Linked DNA regions of Pan troglodytes: regions 2 and 3 are each linked to region 1. The links are chromatin contacts, called in public Hi-C maps. All regions are on one chromosome and are shown on one strand. The core of a region is the stretch at or near the end of the contact, and the rest is flanking DNA. Distances in the headings are between cores, read along the strand shown. Region 1 has its middle 110 kb from the start of TEX26. Region 2 overlaps ALOX5AP (arachidonate 5-lipoxygenase activating protein). Region 3 overlaps ALOX5AP (arachidonate 5-lipoxygenase activating protein).

Region 1 (4,220 bases), core at 1,176-3,675:
GGCTCATGCCTGTAAACACAGAGTTTTGGGAGGCTGAGGTAGGAGGATTGCTTGAGGCCAGGAGTTCAAGACCAGCCTGGGCAACCTAGCAAGACTCCGCCTCTACAAAAAATAAAAAATAGAAAATTAGCCAGGCATGGTGGCATGTGCCTGTAATACTAGCTACTCAGAAGACTGAGGTGGGAGGATCGCTTAAGCCCAGGAGTTTGAGGCTGCGGTGAGCTATGATTGCTCCAATGCACTCCAGCCTGGGTGACAGAGGGAGACCTTGTCTCAAAAAATAAATAAATAGGCTTAAATGCAAATTCCCTTGGGAGGTGGTGAAGGAAACAGTGGAAGGTGAATGACTGGATATCCTAGAAGAACAGGTTTGGACTGGACAAAGACAGGAGGGCACCAGATTCTTGAATCAAGGAGGGGATAGAAGAAGAATGAGAAGGGAACACGCAGACATTGAAATCCAGCTGGCCCCAATTCCTAATTTTGCTCCGGTGTTGCCTTTCTCTCTACAGGGCCCCCACGTGGTGGGAGCGGGGCTGATCTGGGAACTGCCCGGCTCCAGGGGGCATCCACACAGCCTATGGCTCGGATGGTGCCCCCGGATGTGTGCTGTTCGGCTTCCGGGCCTGGGACTCCCCCAAATGGACCCCGGCACAGGGACAGGATGAGTAGGGGAAGCCCGCCTTGGTCACTCGTGCCCGGTGGTTGCCAGCCCCAGCAACTGCGTAAACGGGGCTCCCTGGCTCTACCCCTCTCCGTGGCTGCCCTTCTGGGTGCAGCCCAGCCTGGTCACTGCCCTCCACCAGGAGCCAGGGAACAGGACCCGGGCAGGTACAGCGGCACCACCTGTTCCTTACCATGCAAATTTATTGGTAGAAATGAACTTTTTTCATTGTTCAGTTTTTCAAACGATAATTTCACTTCATCCTTCTGGCATATTATGCTAGTAGCAATAACTGGCTAGTCCCTACACCTGCCTTGGCGGCAGCGCAGCTCACTTGTGTGAAAGGCCTGCACACTTCAGGTGGATGTAGAACAAGCCCGCCCGCTGGAGGCGCGATCATTCACTGCCCCCTAGTGGACCAGATGTGCATGAGCCAGGATCCGTGCTTCCGCTTTGATGTGGGTTCTGAGCAAATCAGAGCTGCATTTTATTTCAGTAAGTTTTCGGCCTCTGCTGCTTTAATCTTTGTTGCTAGTGTCTACGGTTCTTAATTAACAGACCTGAAATGGAATAAAATGTCAATCAAGGGTGACTCTGTGTAAAGCTATATTTAAATGTTAAAAAGTCGTGACATTTTCAAACAGTATTTCAGGCCTCATTTGATGCTCATTTTAAAAATCAAATTTTCATTAGGTTATAAAAATGCTTAACGTGAACGTCGCATTAAAGAGCTCATGTTGGCATCTAGCATAGCCTCAGGTTTTGTGTAAGAGAAAAAATGAGTTTATTTATAAAGCAGAAGCACTGACTGCCTGCCTTGTCACCTAATCTGTCACCTAATCACCTTTTGGTTTTCAAGGTTTTCACAATTTGCATGCTTCTTAATTGCCATGTATCCTGGCAATCAGGGGCCCAGTCATACTCAGCATAAGGAAAGCCACCTCTGCAATACGCTGACAACAGCCAGGGGAACTTGGTTTGTCACCACATGCCACAAAGGCTGTTTTGGTGCGTGACTGTCCTTGGGGCAGCTTTAGATTTGTAATACCTGGCCCTAGATCATGCAGTTGAAGATCTTTCGATAATATTCACCTGCATTACATTTGACATACTAAGAGAACTGTTTCTGTAGAAGGTTAAAACACTGACTTTTCTACGCTTTCTGTTTTCTCATTGCCAGGACTTGAACGAATTTGGAACTGTTTCAGAGCTCATTGTTCTCACCTTGTGGCATAACTTAGGTAGTAGGGCAACTCCCTTACCCTTGCCTGGACTCTTACTATCAAAGCCCTCCATTGATAAGGTCTAGGCCGACCACACCCTAAAGCATTTCTCGTATGTGTGGATTTGTTTCTTACCTATACCTGAAGAATGGCGCTGGTGAGGTACCACCTTTGGGAGAATTGAGAACATCATCCCTTAGATAATTATCTGTGCTTTGTGGTTCAGATGAGTAAACTAAGCCCAGAACAGTTACAAAAGGAGTGGCATCTGGGTGAGATCAGTGAGGGGGATATGCTGTATCCTCCCGGGGACAGCCTTGTTCATTTAATCCATTCATTTCAGGCTGACTATGGAGTAGACCTAGCCCTGATGATAGGAAACTTCCAAGAGTTGGTGAGAAGGCTTCGGTGTGTCCACACAGAGCAGAACTGAAATTTTTCCACCCCATGCAGATCAAACACCACAGCAAGTGAAGTGCTTCAGAGTCCTTCCTAAGCAAACTGTAGTTTTCCCCAGAATGTCACAGGAAGTGCTGCTGGTGATTCATCGGGTTAAAATGCTCCTTGTGAGTCAGAAGTAAACGGAAGCTGCTGCTCTGTGTGGAGGGCGAAGAATCGTGGCTGGCCCTGAGGGTTCCAGGGGTGGGGTGGGGCAGAGCTGCTTACTAAACGCTTAGAACGTTCCGGTAACAACACTCGAATGGCTGCTGAACACAGTGAAACCCTTGCCCATGGAAACTTTTTAATAAAAGAATAAAAATAAAATAGGCTTGGAGATACAACTTACCAGAGGGAAACCAATCAGTAGAGCTGCATTTCCCGTAAGTCCCCATTGCAGCCCAGGGAAGCCCTCTGGCTGCCTGTTTTTATCAGTCACGCCAAAGGCCCATCGGGTGCCTCCAGTTTACCTGACTTGGTTTAAATCAGTCAGTTGAACTGGGGCTGAGTGGTCATCTTGTCTACCCCCTAGCCTCTACAGCCACTAACTTCAGGATATCATCTCTAGCAAAGTCCTCAATCCAAGACTGAATTGAATGCTAGGAGGAGGGAAAAGGGAAGGCAAAGTAGGGTCATGGCTGAAAGCTAAGCATCTGTTTTTATCTACTTAGGGAATTTTTAAGTCAACTAGAAATTCAAGATAAAACACATTTGAAATGACTTTAATGTGCACATTTTTAAAAAAGGGACATAGAACACAACCAGTATTGCTGCTTTCCACACTGATACTGCTGCCTTATTCCCCTAAGATCACCCACCCCCATCTCTTCGGGTAGGTGTGTGAAGTGACACAGTAGGAAGACGGGCAGAGAGAGAGCCCTTGTTCCAAGCTGGCCGTCATTCAGCTGAGAAGACGGCTTTCCTGGAGGCTCCACACACACCATGCCGCCGCACCCTCTCCAGCTGATCTGTGGCCAAGCTGCCTCACGGGCAATACCGAGCATGTTTTATATAAGGCTTTCAAAGCTGCTGCTGCTGCTGCTGCCACTCCTGCAGTGGCTATAACCTGGCCTTCAATGTCTCTGTCTAGACAGATGCATGATTGAATAAAGGATTCATCCAAGCCCTGTGTCACATTGGCCATCTGGAAAGTCGCCAACCACTCGTTTAGCAAATTGCTGTGTTTAAATGCAGCTGCTGTGTCTCAATGTTTATGCTACCAAGACAGATCACATGATTCCTCTTTTTCATTTATCTACACCGCTCCTCTTAATCTGCCTAGGAACTTAAAAGGCTGTTAATGCATGACAAGGCACTTGACCCGCGTGATTTCCAAGCCAAGGGGGAGCATCCGTCTTGCACTGGGTCGTCCTTTCCTCAAACGCAAGGGCACCTTGCCTGTACTCCCGTCTTAATGAAGGCTGCCTTTATTAAGAATCCCATTAAGCTCCGCAGTGCCCAACCATCCGACACTGTAAATATGACCCTTTAGAAATGCATCCAGGGGCCCTGTGCAATCAGCTGGCCTGGTAGCGAGCACTTGCCCCAGCAGTCGGGAGGGAAACTCAGACCTCAGCTCTCTGTAGAAGGAAGGGCATTGTTTGATGGGTTGATGCTTCTCTCCTTTTTGGAAAGATGAATTACAATCTTTGGCAGATAATGTCAACAAAACCCCTGAGATGATTTAAATAAGAGTTGGAAGCAAAATGATTTCAGAATAGCAATGAGCTCTTAGGCATTTTACCTTGGTTTTCTTATTTTTAAGGAGGAAAAGGAAGGAGACAGCCGAGGTTAAGCAGTTTGTCATCTGGATATCACTGGTCACTTTGGCCTGGTGCTGATTATTATGTTATTTATCAGGGCAAATAATTTTGGTGACCACTGCTTACATAAAT
Region 2 (4,220 bases), core at 1,047-3,546, 240 kb before region 1:
GCCGCCACGCCTGGCGATAGATGAATTTTTGAGTGACCCTGCCATGACTTTCTCCTTGTTCCTTGATAGGTTTTGAAAGCACCAGCCAGACTAGTGAAATGGTATTGCTGGTTTGCAATACTCTTGATGGAAAAAAGTTTAAATTTGTACCTCCCTCCTTTTTTTTTCAATCAGCCACCTAAGTTCTCTAATAAATTAATATACACTTTCAGAAATTAGAAAATAAAAAAAGAAGGCTTTGTGTATTACATGCAAAAGAGAAAAGTCTAGAAGATACTAGTCAGAGGTGTCCGAGTCAAAGGTTAATCAAAATTAAAAGAAATAGTAAAGAAGTAGTACAGGAAAATGTCACCACTTGGGAAGGCTGGCAGATAATTTTAAAATCCTCTTTTCCACAAAAGATTACAGGTAACACACATTCATGAGTCCTTTGACCCAATGCAAGGTCACAGAGAGAATGTATCTGACACCTATTTTATTTGTGTTCTGCTCTATTCCAAAAAGGACTTAAGGTGGTTTGAAGAGGAGGAGACATAAAATAAAAGTTAAATATGTACTAAAAGCCTGAGCAAAAAAGAAAGGAAAGAAAAGAGTGGCAACATAAAATAGAGGCCGGAACAAGGTGGGGAAAATTAAAAGCACACCGTGCAGGTTGATATGGTTCCTTCCTGTGGGCCGTGAGTTTGGCTCTAGGAGTTAACTGGGAAAGGGAAACAGATGAATATTAAACATAAAAGCAGATCGATTGCTTAGGAGACCACTATTTTTGGAATCCAGGAATGGCAGGCCTTTCTCCTGCAGGCCTTTCCCCACCATCTGTATAATGTACTAAGCCACAGCCCTAATAGCATAATAGCATCCTGTATCTGATGTGGCCTCAAGCGGTTCAGAATTTGGAACTGTGGATCTGCTTAGGACTTCAGTTTCCTTGTTTCATAATCTGCTCCCAAATACCCCATATCTGGGCATATTCTTATTTGATTCAGGTCTGCTGTGGTCCAGATCTTTAAGACTCTGCCCTGCAAACAGACAGTATAGAAAATATCATCAGTGACCATGTTATTTAACCTCCACATTATCACCCACATCTTCATGAGTGTGAGGGTCCAAATGGTACTGATAAGAAAAGTTAGTAAGAGGCAAGGTCACCTGCAGTGTCTCGGGTAACAGACACCACATCTCTGCAAGCCCCAGCCTTCTGCCTGCCAGGTGGAGGGGCAGACTCCATCTGATCTCAGAAAATTTGAGAACCTTCCAGGCACAGTGGCTCGCACCTTTAATTCCAGCACTTTGGGAGGCCGAGGCTGGTGAATCACTTGAGGTCAGGAGTTTGAGACGAGCCTGGCCAACATGGCGAAACCCCGTCTCTACTAAAAATACAAAAATTATCCGGGCATGGTGGCACGCGCCTGTAGTCACAGCTTCTCGGAGGCTGAGGCAGGAGAATCGCTTGAATCCTGGAAGTGGAAGTTGCAGTGAGCTGAAATCATACCACCGCACTCAGGCCTGTGTGACAGAAACAGACTCTGTCTCAAAAAAAAAAAAAAAAAAAAAATTGAGAACCTTCCCAGGGCCCACCTACAGTTGACTCTTGAGTAATGAAGGCTTCAGGAGTGCCAATCCCCACACAGTTTAAAATCTATATACAACTTTTGACTCCCCCAAACTGAACTACTAATAGCCTACTGTTGACTGGAAGCCTTATTGATAACATAAATAGTCGATTCACACATATTTTGTATGTTAATGTATTATATACTATATTCTTACAATAAAGTAAGCTAAAGAAAAGAAATTGTTATTTAAAAAATCATAAGGAAGAGAAAATATGTCGACTACTCATTAAGTGGAAGTGGATCGCCATAAAGGCCTTCAGCCTTGTGGTCTTCTGAGTAGGCTGAGGAGGAGGAGGAAGAGGAGGGGGTGGTCCCGCTGTCTCAGGGGTGGCAGAGGCAGAAGAAAGTCCACCTCTAAGTGGACACGCGCAGTTCAAACCTGTGTTGTTCAAGGTCAACTGTACACGCCACCGAGACCAGAATGGGTGATTTGATATTTGTCAGTGGCAACAACTCAATATTCTATCCTTTAGATGTTTTCTCACTCTGGTCACATTTAATGTGTTTAATTGATGCTGTGTGGAAGCTTCTTCACGTTAGAGGATAAATAAGCCATTCCCTTTGATAGGAGCCTGGGGCTTTCCCTGCGAGGAGGGCACTTTGGGAGCAGCCTTCTCATTAGAGGGCAATTAGCCGGGCTCCCGCACCCGGTGCCCTGAGCGGGGCTCCTAAGTAGGCAGGGCAGACGCGCCATCTAGTGGCAGCTCTCAGGACGTCCACACGCCTGCTCCTGCGGGCTCCCGCGCCCTGGGGTGGCAGGCACTGGCATGCTAGAGGTTAACGAGGAGGTGCCCTCCTTCCAGCGTGGATGAGCCTTTCCGTGAGGGTGACCGGAAAGGCGCCTGGGCTGCTGACGGTGTCAAGTGTAGGCAAGAAATACGGCTGATCAAGAAGCGACTTGACCTCCCTCGCACAAGACTGAGTCCCTTTGCGGCAGGGGCCCTCCCCGCCGCGAACCCTACTTGGAACCTTGCGCCATGCGATGTCTCTGTAATTCTAGGCCACGGAAGCCCTGGGTCACCCTTTCAGCCTGGTTCTCTCCGGTGGTGCTGGCGTGTTTCTCCTGTCTGTTGGGGTCAGCTGCGTCCAACCTCGGCTCCTGCAGGATTGCCCGGGCAACCCAGAGGAGATGGGTGGGCGTGGAGGTCCTCCCTGGATGACCCTTCCCACCATTTCAACATCATTAGGAATTTAACAGGCTTTTGCAAGAAGGCCCGGGTACGCATCCCCCCATTTATAGTAGGATTTCCAGGACAAAATGTATTCCACTCTCTAAACAACAAGCAACATGTATACAACCCATTCATAAGGTAAAGATTCCCTTGCCTACACCTAGCTTCTCCTGCCCAAGCATGGCCTTGTCGTTCTCTTCCCCAGGTCAAGTTCAGGACCTAGCAGCTGGGAATGCACATTTTCTAAGTTAAGAGTGGAAGAGTCCCAGCTTGGCTTAGATGGAGTCACATATAGGATTCAGATTTGCCTTGGCAGGTCTGATGGACCTTAGTGAGGGTCCGCCAGCAGCTGTGCACAGCAGCTGCCCAGGGCCATGCAGCAGGCATGGCACTCGCCTTCCAGGAAGGATTCCAGGCCCAGCTACAAGGAGCGTGGCTACTGACAGCTGTCCACTCACAGCTCGTCAGACTAAGCTTCAGCTTTCAAAAAGGACTGTGCCCTCCTTGGGCTGGCCCAGGCCCACATCAGAGCAAGGAAGTGGCCCAAAGGCCTGGCATTTCTGCCCACCACGGGATTCCTCTCCTGGGTGGTCTGTGCTCCAGAGCTCTCTGTGGGGCTGGCTCACTTCTCCCCTGGCCCCTCCACAGGAGTTACTCAGCCATAGCCCCTCTGCACACATAACTCTATCTGGGAGCCTTTCCCGGAGGGTACAACCTAACTGGTTGGCTCATCCTATAGAAGCCAGTGTCCTTGACTTTTTCAGGTGATGAACCTCTTTTGAGAGGATGCTGATAACTGTGAGCATCTTCCCAGGATTTGCACATGTCCAGTGTCAGAGTGCAGGTCCCCCAAGGCCATCCCGCGGGCCTTCACAGGGAGTCGGGTTGAGGACCTCTGACTGAAGGAGGTTGGGAGGAGGCGAAGTCGGGGAATGAGGAAAATGGGGCTGGGGGATAATAACAGGGCTTCTGGCGCTGGAGAGGAGGGTTAATTCTCATTTCTGACTCACAGCGCAGCCTCCCATGAGTTCATGGATTCTGTGGGAAAAACCAAAAGCCAATTCCCTCAAGTGCTAATGTCAGGCCCTGCAGGCAGGTGGCCGGCGGTGGCCCCATATGGCTCTGGCACAATGAGGGCTTCAGAGAACAGAGCCGCCTCTGCCTGGGGAGTGCCAGTGGCATCAGCAGCAGGGGTGGTGCCCAGTCACCCATCTGGCAGAGGCTGGCTGGGCACCGTCTCCTCTGGGTAACGTGGTGCCCACCAAGCCCTGGAAGCAAGGCCTCCCAGCACCTTTGCAAGCAGCAGATATCATCTAGCAATGTCCAGCTGGATGGAAAGAAGATACAACAGCTGGAAAGTGGCATTTGCTGACCTCCTCCAGAAAGTCTCTTTCCAAAATAATTGGCAAGGGTTTCAGGTGTTAGATATTCT
Region 3 (4,220 bases), core at 920-3,419, 180 kb before region 1:
CAACAGGAGCAGCCAGGCCTGGCTGGAAGCCACGGAGACAATCTGATCCTCTCCTGGGAGTCGAACTCCAGACAGGAGCCGCAGAGGAGAGTCAGCGTGGGGTTGAGGGCTGGTCACCCAATCCGGAGCACTGGTGGCAGCCACAGACGAGGGCACCGCCAGAGTGACATCGTGTTCTGAATGCTCTCTTGGTGCAGTAATTGTGTCTTGTATTTTCTATATTCTGATGCTTTGACATCTGGGCCTTGCTGGCCGTGGAGGGACTGTCCCTCCCAGGGTTACCAATTATTCCAAAGATAGAAAACAACTTGCAACCCCCTACAATGTGCTTTTCAAATGCAAACCAACCCCTCCACAGCCCCACCCCAGCCACCTCTCCACCTGCCCTAATCACTCCTTCCGCAGGGCTGTGTGCTCTTCCTGCCTCATTCCTGCATCTCAGAGTCAATCCCCTTCACTTCAGGTACATCAAGTGTCTCTGTTCCTTGCAGTCTAAAAAAAGCCAACTTCAGGAATTCCCCATCTTACCCTTATCTACTGCTACCTATTCTTCTACTACGCTTCTCAGACTCTCCGCTTCAACCATGTAAGCCATCTTTTCATTCTTGTGTGTTCCCGTTCTCCATTATCTTGCTAATATAAGCTCTTCGAGGAATGCCCTCCCTCCTTTCCTTTGCCAGGTGAATCTACTCTTCCTTCAAGACCTGACTTGTGTTTCATCTCTCCCGTGGTGGCTTCCATGACTCTGCTTCCCTGGGTGGCTTCTCTGTGCCTGTCTCTCAACACTTGCATCACCTACTCCCGGGACACTACAGGCAGCCTACGCCACCTTACATTATTCAGCATTCACTTCTCAATATTCAGGAAATGTCTTTCCCTAAGGCTTTATGTTCTCTTGGTTCAGGGACCAAAGTTTTGATTTTGTGGGATGACAGGATGCATTTGATACCAAATACATCCCTCCACATCTTCCTTCTCATTGAATTGCTGTATAAAATTCCCACTTCCCAGAACAGTTGTTGCCTATGGACCCAGGGCCTGGCCTAGAGGGGAAGCCAGGTCTCTGCTCACCTCTAGTCTAGGATTTTCCCGTTTGGGAGGTGAGGTTGGCCTGTCCCCAGCTTTCCTGAATGGAGAGCGTGCATTCATTTCCTAATATGTCACGATCCTTGGGAAGATTTCTTTTGCTTTAGTTTGCTGTCAGGCCTGGAAGGGAAGGTGAAGTGGGGAGTCAGTGAGGAGGGGGCTGGGCCACCTGGTGGGATGTTGGGAACTATGTTCTGTGCAGAGGCCAAGGCTGGGGCTGGGGGTGGGACACATGGAAATCAAACATGTACTTCACAGTTTGGTCCTGGGCTGACCTGTTTATAATAAAAACATTTGGTTTGACTTCCACAGACTCCAACCCATGACGTCAATGTTGATGCATTTCAGGCCACATTCCTTTTAGTCTCCGGAGAAGTTCTTTACAAAAAGCATGAAAGGTGGAATCAAATAGTTCCTGGGATCATCTCCAGTCTGAGACATCACATTTGCACTTTAAGCAAATGATTCAGATACTAAAATTCAAGCCCTAAATATGCCTTTTCAACTACAAACTAATTATTTGTGTCTAAATCAATGGACGGTGTCTCTTTAAATGTTCCCTTCATTCCTCATGCATGCTATAATCAGCAGATGGCCCTACCTTCCCCCACCACCCCCTTTTAAACAGACCCTTCTAATAGCTAATATCCTGCAGTGACCAAAGCCATTAGAAGGATTAGGCCATTACTATCCTGTCCAGCAAACACACAATGCTCACGGGGATTGCCTTTTTTTTTTTATTTTTTGTTTGTTGTTTTTATGGATGAATCAGGGCCCAATGGTAGGCTGAAAATCAAAACAGGGAGGGCAAAGGGTTATAGTCATTCTTTTCAAGGACACCTCCCAAACAGCCTCAGGATTTGAGATTCCTTTGTTAGAATGACGGCAGATGTCAGCCTTGTGGCTAGTGCAAGCTCCGAAAGGACACAGTACGCAGACCTCTGTCCCTCGTTTCCTTAATATCTAATACTCATCCTTTCCGGAGCACCACTGTGGCTCTCTCTTTGCTCTGCCTGTCCACACAGGCCTCTTTGTGCTGTAACAGACAAGCAACCAGCAGCCCAGCCCAAAGCCACGTTGCAGGGCCCAGGACTGCTCTGAGACACTGCCACCCAGTGGCGCTTCTGAAGCATAACAGCACACAGAAAGGGAGCAGGGAACCCAGTTTTATAAGCATGGAGGGGGTAGTGGGTGCAAAAGCTGGCCTAGAATCGTGAGGCCAAGCTGCAGAAAAGCATGCTCCATGGCACGGAGGCAGGTAGCTAGTTTGGAGATGGCTAAATAGGGCAAGTGACAAAAAACACGAAGAAAGGCAGCTGGAATATAAAGAGAGGAATAAAGAAATGTAATGACATGGAAAGCGTGAGCAGTCTCTTTTCTAAATGGAAGAAATACGCACTTTCTCTAAGTGAGAGCTGGAGCGAGATGACCAAAAGATGAGTCAATGGAGCCCTTTTTTGGAGTCGGCCTCAGTTTGGATTACTCAGTATCTCACATGTCTGGGTTCTTAAGGATCCTTGAGCTTTGCTGACTTTGGGGAAGTCACTGTATTTCAGTTTTGTGACCCGAAGGGGCTGAGCTGAACCTCTAAACAGCTTCTCTGAGCCCTAACAGTGAGTATGTTATTAAATACCTGAGACATTGAGTGAACAAGAAATGCAGAAATACAGAAAATGCAGGCTGTGAGCAATCCTTAAATCTTGTGTTTGACTTCAAAGTGCTGTAAGGGAGAACCTGAAAAATACATCCACTTACACCTTTGGTGGTTCAGGACTTGCCAGGAGAGCGCATGGAAGGGACCCCATCCCACAGCGCGTGGGTGACTCTACCCGCCATCTAACCTCCCTGAATCTCAGCAGCCAAGCCCAGTGCACTGAGATCTGCACCTCCAGCACTTTCAGTGTAGGGGGTGACAGGTTTAGAAGGAAATGGGCTTCTCTAAGATTGAAGCTAAACCAGAAGCTAATGGGTTAGTAATTTAATAGGTCTCCCTTTTCGGCAATATTTTCATTTTAAAAAGAAAACTTCTGTTAGAGGGCAAGTAATTCCAAAGAAATTAGATTCTGCTGGTTGAAACGTTAAGAATCCAGGCAGGCGGTGAGGGAAATTCGTTTCCCAGCTTCTCCAATCTAATCTGATAGTGCCCGTCTTGCCTCAGTCGTTAATACTTCTTGGGAAAAAGCATATGTGATCACTCTTTTAAAAACTGTTAGAATCACTTTCCTATCCAAGGTCTGAAAGAAGATTTGGGCTTAGGCTCCATTTGAAGAAATCCAGGTTGTATTTCCCCCAGCATTTAGGGTTTGATGGTTTCTGCTTATCTAAAGTGCTCACATTGCAAATATGAGCAGCAGGGCTGGGGATTTAAATTCTGTCTTGATGGGAATTTGAACTGAAATACTCTGCCCACTGCCACTTTATAAGCTGGGAATCATCAAGCTAGCTACAAATACCTCGAGGGGTCCTTGCAGTTGCTCAACATAAATCAGCAAAATGACAGGCAATTGACTTTGAAGACAGCGCTCACATGGCTGAGTGGCTGGAGCTGCTGGAAGCAGATGAGGGCATTTTCCTGTAAACATGATTGTGATTAGCACCAGAGTAAATAGCGAATCGGGCTCTATCTGTCAGACTCCAGCCTGCTCTGGATTTTTCATTAGGTAGAAATCAACATGTGACTCAGTTCAGCAAAGTTGGCAATTATAAGAAATAAGTTTCTATTTCAACACCTGGTGAATACTTCTGATTTTCCTAGAAGGTAAGCAAGAAGGAAAGTTGATTTTGCCATGTTTTCATGTAGGGATAAAATAGGAGTGTGGGAATCAGTCCTTTCACTGCAAGAGCAGTTCAGCTTCTAGTCCGTGCTCTGATTTTGGCTAAGTGGAAAGGTGCACGTTTGAAAGGTTGACCCTACCAGTGTCATCTGAGGTCACTAATTCATATGCCTAAAGAGCCCAGGAAGGTAACATCAGTAGCTAAGCTGGCTGGAGGGGCTGAGGCCAAGTGGAGTGTGCCGGCCCTGTCCAAGGAGGCAGGCTGACCCTGCTCCAGCATGGACTGCGGCCAACTGGGGCAGAAAGGCTTGGGTTGTCATATCAACTGGTTTTTCAAAAGAAGCCAGAATTTGGGATTTT

Evidence for each region. A called contact is a pair of places that touch in the nucleus more often than the background predicts.
Region 2: a contact with region 1 is called in a Hi-C map of stem cell-derived neural progenitor cells, with 6 times the contacts expected there. The contact joins two enhancer-like sites. A contact is called at or near these places in 3 of 7 Hi-C or Micro-C datasets (blood, induced pluripotent stem cells and stem cell-derived neural progenitor cells).
Region 3: a Hi-C map of stem cell-derived neural progenitor cells shows a contact between it and region 1, with 7 times the contacts expected there. The contact joins two enhancer-like sites. A contact is called at or near these places in 2 of 7 Hi-C or Micro-C datasets (induced pluripotent stem cells and stem cell-derived neural progenitor cells).

The regions. Positions count from the first base shown.
Region 1 is chr14:30,212,391-30,216,610 of NHGRI_mPanTro3-v2.0_pri, forward strand. No RefSeq gene overlaps it. Among named protein-coding and RNA genes, the nearest start is that of TEX26, 110 kb to the left of the region's middle. Within about 2 kb of position 2,426, at least 16 of the 24 cell types and tissues checked have an H3K27ac peak or open chromatin away from gene starts, as enhancers often do. A contact at or near this core is called in induced pluripotent stem cells and stem cell-derived neural progenitor cells, where this site is marked.
Region 2 is chr14:29,971,710-29,975,929 of NHGRI_mPanTro3-v2.0_pri, forward strand. The region is part of intron 4 of ALOX5AP (arachidonate 5-lipoxygenase activating protein); the gene reads left to right. Among named protein-coding and RNA genes, the nearest start is that of ALOX5AP, 69 kb to the left of the region's middle. Within about 2 kb of position 2,297, at least 7 of the 24 cell types and tissues checked have an H3K27ac peak or open chromatin away from gene starts, as enhancers often do. A contact at or near this core is called in stem cell-derived neural progenitor cells, where this site is marked.
Region 3 is chr14:30,031,687-30,035,906 of NHGRI_mPanTro3-v2.0_pri, forward strand. The region is part of intron 5 of ALOX5AP (arachidonate 5-lipoxygenase activating protein); the gene reads left to right. Among named protein-coding and RNA genes, the nearest start is that of MEDAG, 41 kb to the right of the region's middle. Within about 2 kb of position 2,170, at least 14 of the 24 cell types and tissues checked have an H3K27ac peak or open chromatin away from gene starts, as enhancers often do. A contact at or near this core is called in induced pluripotent stem cells and stem cell-derived neural progenitor cells, where this site is marked.